Linked DNA regions of Callithrix jacchus: region 2 is linked to region 1. Evidence: chromatin contacts called from public Hi-C data. All regions are on one chromosome and are shown on one strand. Each heading gives the region's core, a stretch centred on a gene start, on an enhancer-like site or on the middle of the called end of the contact. The rest is flanking DNA. Distances are from core to core; before and after follow the strand shown.

Region 1 (3,654 bases), core at 711-3,210:
CACTGGTCTCCAACACCTGAGCTCAAGCAATCCACCTGCCTCAGCCTCCCAAGTTGCTGAGATTACGGGTGTGAACCACCATGTCTGGCCTAAACACTTTAAATATGATCACATTTAATCTCTCCTGACCTCTCTCAACCCATGTAGAAACAGAAGGCTCAGTGAGGTTAATTAATTGCCTACGATCACCAAGGTAGTAAGTGGCAGAGATGTGATTCACCTATAGCATTATGACAACCTAGAGGCCTGTGGTCTTAACCCCTACATGATATGGAACCGTGGAGTAGCAGCAATTGCTTTATAAAGCAGGATTTTAGGCCAGGAGTGGTGGCTCATGCCTGTAATCCCAGCACTTTGGGAGGTCGAGGCAGGAGGATCACTTAAGGTCGGGAGTTTGAGACCAGCCTGGCCAACACGGTGAAACACCATCTCTACTAAAAATACAAAAATTAGCTGGGTGTAGTGGTGCATGCCTGTAATCCTAGCTACTCAGGAGGCTGAAGCAGGAGAAGGGCTTGAACCCTGGAGGCGGATTTGCAGTGACCGGAGATCATGCCATTGTACTTCAGCCTGGGCAAGAGTGAGACTGTATCAAGAAAAAAAAAAAGGCAGGATTTTAAACACCCTTTACAGTCTGGACTCAGTTTACCTCCCCGCACTGAACTCTACACAATAGTGTTCTCTCACCTCTGGCCATTCCAAGTGCTATCACCTTCTTTTCACACCCGCCCAGTCCTCAAAACCCAGGCTCTCCCTCATCTGACTAATTCTTGGTCATCTTTCAAGTCTCAGTTTAGCATCATTGCTTCCAGGAAGCTGCCTGTTTTAAGACCTGATAAAGTCGTGCCCTTTCTGAAGACTGCCATAGCAATTTGTACTTCTCACACAATTATTACAAGATTATGGCACTTATCTCATTGTGGCAAACACTCATTTTGATTTATTTTCTGTTAGTGTTTTTGTATTCTCTACTTCATTCACTGCTGTATCTTTGCATCTTTCACAGGACTTAGCACGGAGTCAGCACTCTATAGCAAGTAACGTTAGTCAGTTTTGTTATTTACGGAGTTTAGTTTAGTGTTTGGCCTAAAAGCTCAAAAGAGATCAAGTGAATAAAGTAATGAATTATACTTTAATATAAACTTAGTACATTTGCTCATACTATACATGTTCTATCTGGATGCAATCTCCTGCCATCCCCAAATGTTTACATTGTGTGTGTGTGTGTGTGTGTCTGTCTGTCCGTCCCTGTCAAAACTATTTAAAACTGTAAGCACCTACAGAGTTGGCGGGTTTAGATTGTATTACCTGACAGGTCAGTGTGTTGCTCACACTGCCACCCTGTGTGTATGGTTCTACAGTTCGTAGATCTTTGTTTTCATTCTCGTGCACTCTGTATATTTTTAAATGTGACAATTCATTCTGCCTCATTTATCATGTAGCATTCGTGTTTCCTAAACTAAATACACAATAGCTAGATTAATAACGCACAACAGCCATACAGGGAAACTACACGTTAGAATCAAAGGCTTCTACGTTCTCTTTGTTCACTAATTATTTGTTATAAAAACATACACTACAGAGAGTCTTAATTACAGACGAGTGTAACTTACTTGTCATAAAAAGACTCCTGGGCCGCGTCAGCAAACCAGCCCTTACCCTGGCTAAACTGACCGGTTCCGGTAGGGCAGAGAAACTACAAATCTCTGCATGCAACACTCCAACAAGTGCTAAGGGGACCTGGGAAGAGTGTCGCGGTGCACTCTAGGGTTTGTAGTGACAAACTCAAGTCCGACCCGTCGCCTCCTCGATACTTACCGGACCCAGCCACTACCAAGATACTGAGAGACTCCCGGGGCGTAACGTCCCGGGAATGAAGCACTACCCATATTCGCAGGATTAGGAAGACGGCCACAGCTCCTGCAGCCGCAGCTAGAAGCACACACACCATGCAGAGAAACGGCGCATGCGTCCCACTCCCGGAGCTAGCCGCGGTCAAAGTTCACAACTACGGGTGCCGAAGCGACTCAAACGCGGAGTGACGCACCTCCTGGGGGGCTGGGCTTGCCTGAGCTGGGAGGAGTCGAGGGCCGAGGAAGCAGCCCGGGTCCTGCTGACAATTCATTTTACCTCATTTAGCATGTAGCATTCGTGTTTCCTAAACTACGCAATATCGGCCGGTCGCGGTGGCTCACGCCTGTAATCCCAGCACTTGGAAGGCCGAGGCAGGCGGATCACGAGGTCAAGAGATGGAGACCATCTTGGCCAATATGGTGAAACCCCGCCTCTACTAAAAATACAAAACTTAGCTGGGTGCGGTGGCACGCGCCTGTTGTCCCAGCTACTCGGGAGGCTGAGACAGGAGAAGCACTTGAACCTGGAGGCGGAGGTTGCAGTGAGCCGAGATAGCGCCACTGCACTCCAGCGGGACAACAGAGTAGGGCTCCGTCTCAAAAAAATAAAAAATTAAAATACGCAATACCTAGATTAATAATGCACAACAGCCGTACAAGGAAACTGCATGTTAGAATCAAAGGCTTCTACGTTCTCTACGTTCACGTTTGTCAGCGGAACCGCGGATTCTGCGGGGCTGCGGCCAAGCGTAAGCTGAAATAAGGAAAGTTAAGCGCTGGGGAAGCTTGATTTACGCCCAGGACGAGGTCAGGCCGTCTGTACGCCCTAAAGGCCCTGAAACCCCCTAGTTAGGAGATGTTCTGGCTCTAGCAACTTTGTGAATTCCACCTGAAGCTAAGGGAACACATCCTTTCTTCTTTTTTTTAGTGCTAAGAGAAATGGCAGTAAAAAATGTTGCACACACAGGCATTACTGAAAGTGTTCCGCCAGTAAGGACCCTAGGCTTAGACATCGAATTTAGGGCCCTAACCCCCTCTCTCCCAACACCTGTGTTTTTAACTTTTCTAGGTGTTTTCACAGCTCTCAGTGTGACCACAGTAGTTGAGGGTGACCACCTCAAGGGAAGCCACACTCCTGAGAGGTGCGGAAAGCTCAGGGGCTCTAGGTAGCAGGATAGAAAAGGCACAGTCCTACAATAAACATTCCGTTAACTTTACCACAAAGAATTTCCAGTGTGTTTCTCATGTCCTCAGCCAAAATGATGATCTGTCAACACCCCCTGCAATCCCAATTTTGCTTATTATTATGTCTAATTAATTCACATTACAACAACATAAAATACTAAGATTAGGAACCCCTTAACTCCAAATATTGCCTTCAGTCCACCATAGACCTACCCGTAGGTTACGTTGGACAGGTATACGTTGGACAGATGAGTGAACAGGTTCAGCAAGGTGTAACTGCTTGCCCAAGTGGAATAGCATCAGATCTTGAATCAGAAACCAAAAATCTAAGTCCTGCTGCATAGGAGTACAGCATCCTGTATTCCTTTGATAAATTCAAACGTGACTGATCACCACACATACCTGGAGCCTAGAATGTGTTTTTTTTTTTTTTTTTTTTTTTTTGAGACGGAGTTTCACTCTTGTTACCCAGGCTGGAGTGCAATGGCGCAATCTCGGCTCACCGCAACCTCTGCCTCCTGGGTTCAGGCAATTCTCCTGCCTCAGCCTCCCGAGTAGCTGGGATTACAGGCACGCGCCACCATGCCCAGCTAATTTTTTGTATTTTTAGTAGAGA
Region 2 (3,654 bases), core at 561-3,060, 160 kb after region 1:
CCAAAGTGCTGGGATTACAGGCGTGAGCCACTGTGCCCGGCCTATTTTATAGATTATTTTCAATAAATAAGTCGAAAACCAAATTGTTTGACTTTTAATAGTAACACTGTACTTCAAATTAACTTAGTGATGTTTTAAATTAAACATTTATTCTTTCGTTCAATCTCTTTAGCAGTGAACTATGAACATACTGAACTGCTAGAAAGTCTGTTATTTTGGAAATAAAGGAGGTTTTTTTTTTTTTTTTAAATTTTCATTAAGCCAATTGGCCATATCAGAGAGAACTCTGAGTTTAAATAAGACTTTATCTTCCCAATTATGTGCTAATTACTTGGGGTCACTGAAATCCCATGGCATCTTCTGAAAAGCATTTTCCCTGCAGTCCATCTTGTTAGGTTTCCTTTCTGTTCCAGGAAGCCCGTATCTTTTCCTTTATCAAATTCCTTTTTTTTTTTTTTTTTTAACCAACAGTGGGAATGGTAATGGTGAACGGATGCAGGGTCTTAAAATCAGCCAACTTTGTCATGACTTCTGTATGTCAATGACAGGAGGCACTGCATAACCATCGAAATGCTCTGATTTATCTCATGAAATGAGATTACTCATACAAACAAAAGTTGTGAGAACTCCATGAGCAAGACCAGCTGCTTTTGGGGGCTGCCAAATTTTAGATTGTTACTTGAAAAGCAAAAAGACCAGGCAAACATCCTAGAGACAGACCTACTGCAGATAAGTATTGTAATCTTGTTCACTATAATTAAAACAGAGTGGATTGCTCATCCTGTTACCATATTGGTATTGGTCACATTTTAAAATTTAGGAGCTGGACTCAAGAATGATAATTTCATTATTAAGCTTCAAGAGTCACATTGTATTGTATGCATTGAATATCACAAAATCTAAAACACTGAAAAGCTAGCGTTTACACTCTGGACTCATATCCTCCTCAGTGGCCAAGGATTCCCACTGGCCGCTTTCAGCAGGGCTGTCCCCTGTGAAGGCAGGAGACAAACGAGGAGCGTTACGACTTTGCTCCTAGGACTTTGGCGCACAGTTCCCAAGAGGTCCAGGTCTGTCCAGTCAAAATCCTGAAGCCAGAACTGGCAGGTCCTGATCCTCCCCTTTTGCACACGAGAGGAGAAAGAGGCCCCGGAATCCCGACCTTGTCGAGTTCCGGCGCCAGTACCAGTTGGGCAGGCATCAGATGCCTGGGTTGCTAACAGCTCCAGGGGGCGGAGAATTCTGCTTGTTTTGTTAACTGTGGTTTTCTCCAACACTCAGTTCAAACCGGAACCAGGCAAGGTCTCACCTCGTCTCCCGGTCACTTCCCTGCTTGTTTGTTTCTTCCTAACTCTCAAGTGTCTTTCGCCCAGTTCATCCCCACCCCAGCAGCCCAAGGCTGGGAGGGGACGGTCAGGGTTCGAAGCCTGCAGCTACATTTAGAGGTTTTTCAGGCTTTGCTGGGAGGTCTCCCTTTACTCAGAAGAGCCGCGGGTAAGCTGGGCGGTAGCCTAGGTTGCAGACTGAGGCTTTGGACCTTGGCTTCCAAGAAAACCCCCAAAACGAGGAGCTGAGCTTCGCGTCAGTCGTTAATGAGCAGGCGCTTCTGGGCGGAACTTTTAAGGGCCCTCCCCGTCTCGCCCCACCCCCGTCCCGTTTCGCTCAGCCCTCGACCCGTCTCGCCCCGCCCCTGATCCGCCCGGCTGCGGAGGCGCGGGGCGCCCCCGGGTGGCCGCGAGCGGTGTTGCTCCTGGCGGGTGGAGGCTGCGGCGGCTGCGGCGGCTGCGGCGGCAGCGGCGGAAGGGGAAGCGCTGAAGTGGCTGGGCCCACAGTCATGGCGGAACCGGTGCAGGAGGAGCTCTCGGCCCTGGCCGCGATTTTCTGCGGGCCCCACGAGTGGGAGGTGCTGAGCCGCTCAGGTGACTACCCCCGCGCGCGAGAGACAGGGTGCCCTCAGGGGCCGTCCGCGTTCTCTCTGCGGCTCCTCCCCACCACAGAGCCTGGGCGCACCGCCTGGGCTCACGTTTGGGGACCGAGTTAGTTGAATGATGGAGTGACACGTCTGGAGGCCGGAGTGGTGTCGCAGCGGGCGGGAGTGTGAGGAGATCCCAGAAACCCGGAGAGAGCGGCGTCGCTCCCTGGGGCCTCTGTCGCGGGTCCTGCCCTGAGCCGCCGGCCTCTGCGGTGCGCGGCCCCAGGCCCCCCCCCCGCCCCCCGCCCTTCAGATCTCACCCTGGAAAGAAGCCTGTGCCGACGCCCCCTTGGCGTTCTGTGTCCCTGCTAAGCACTATGCCCTAGGCCCTCGAGAGCACTCCCCAGTTTTAACTCTACATGGGTATTTGGACATCTTAAGTTGCACGAGGGCAGACACATGGTACGTAGTTGGTAAACGCTTGTTGACTGAACATTTTAGTTTAGTCAGTGCTCAACCTTAACTTTATCTGCATTCTGTTAAGTTGATTGCTTTCTGATACTTTTCTTTTTTTAGACGGAGTCTCTGTCTGTCGCCCGGACTGGAGTGCGGTGGCTGGATCTCGACTCTCTGCAGCCTCTGCCTCCCGAGTAGCTGGGATTACAGGCACGTGCCACCATGCCCGGCTAATTTTTGTATTTTTAGTAGAGATGGGGTTTCACCATGCTGTCCAGGCTGGTCTCCAACTCCTGACCTCAGTTGATCCGCCCGCCTTGGCCTCCCAAAGTGCTGTGAGTGACCAGCCTGAGCCACCAGCGCCTGGCCTTCAGACACTTTTTTTTTTTTTTTTTTTAAAAACAAGCTCTTGAGGGCGTTATTAGTCATTTAGCCCACATTAAGCCCTGCTCCCAGCAGACTTTGACAGGGTTTCAGAGGCACTGCTACCCATGGCCTCTATGAGCTTGCAGTGTAGAGAGGTTCTTTTGACTATATTTTGATAATAGGTAAAACTTAGTTTGTCCCTAAATGTGGCTTCTATTGAGTAAAAAACAAAAACCAAACCAAAAAATAAAAACTGCCATTGATGAGAAAGCGCAGTGATGCAGGGGATCTTCAGTTTTCACTTAGCTTTTAGATACATTATGTACATTTTTGGCCCACGAGACTGATCATTCTAATGTTATGTTGGCTTTCTGACCATAAATTAGTTAACCTTTAAGAAGGTTACCTTGAAGAAGGTAGTCTAAAAATGAGCTGGATGTTGTGAGAAAACCATCTAAGCTTAAGATCTTTCATGGTATCCATCAGGTATGTTATTCCCTGAAGAACAGGAGTCGACTTCTTTTATTCCTTCTTGCATTCATCCGCCTACATCCACTCGTTGAGCATTGTTGTGTTCCAGGCACTTTGCATCTATTAGAGTAGTGGAGCTGCTTGCTTTTTAGTGCCTAGCCTGCCTTGTATCTTTTTGAAACAATTGTTTAAAATCCATATGAAGGGATTTACTCACTTTTAGTGTTTTCTTGTCGTCCCTCTTCTGATTGGGTTATTCTTCACCATCTCCCTCTCTGGCTCCACTGTTCCCTTTATTGATAATTACTTCTGCCTGAGGCAGCTATTTGAAGAGATCATCAGTTTTCCTAAATTCCTTTATTATGGCTCAGTTGGGAATGTCCTGGAAAAATGAACCTGCGATTTCCCATCACACCTTAAAGAACTGGTAATAGTCTGGGTCATTAGTA

What was found. A called contact is a pair of places that touch in the nucleus more often than the background predicts.
Region 2: a contact with region 1 is called in a Hi-C map of skeletal muscle, with 5 times the contacts expected there. The contact joins the promoter of RWDD3 here to the promoter of ALG14 in region 1.

The regions. Positions count from the first base shown.
Region 1 is chr7:133,038,075-133,041,728 of calJac240_pri, forward strand. ALG14 (ALG14 UDP-N-acetylglucosaminyltransferase subunit) reads right to left here and starts at 1,961. Exons shown (of 4, transcript XM_035252210.3): 1 at 1,819-1,961. The coding sequence starts at 1,951.
Region 2 is chr7:133,193,936-133,197,589 of calJac240_pri, forward strand. It overlaps RWDD3 (RWD domain containing 3), which reads left to right and starts at 1,811. Exons shown (of 4, transcript XR_013520277.1): 1 at 1,811-1,919. It overlaps LOC144577056 (a long non-coding RNA gene), which reads right to left and starts at 1,445. Exons shown (of 3, transcript XR_013520278.1): 1 at 1,310-1,445.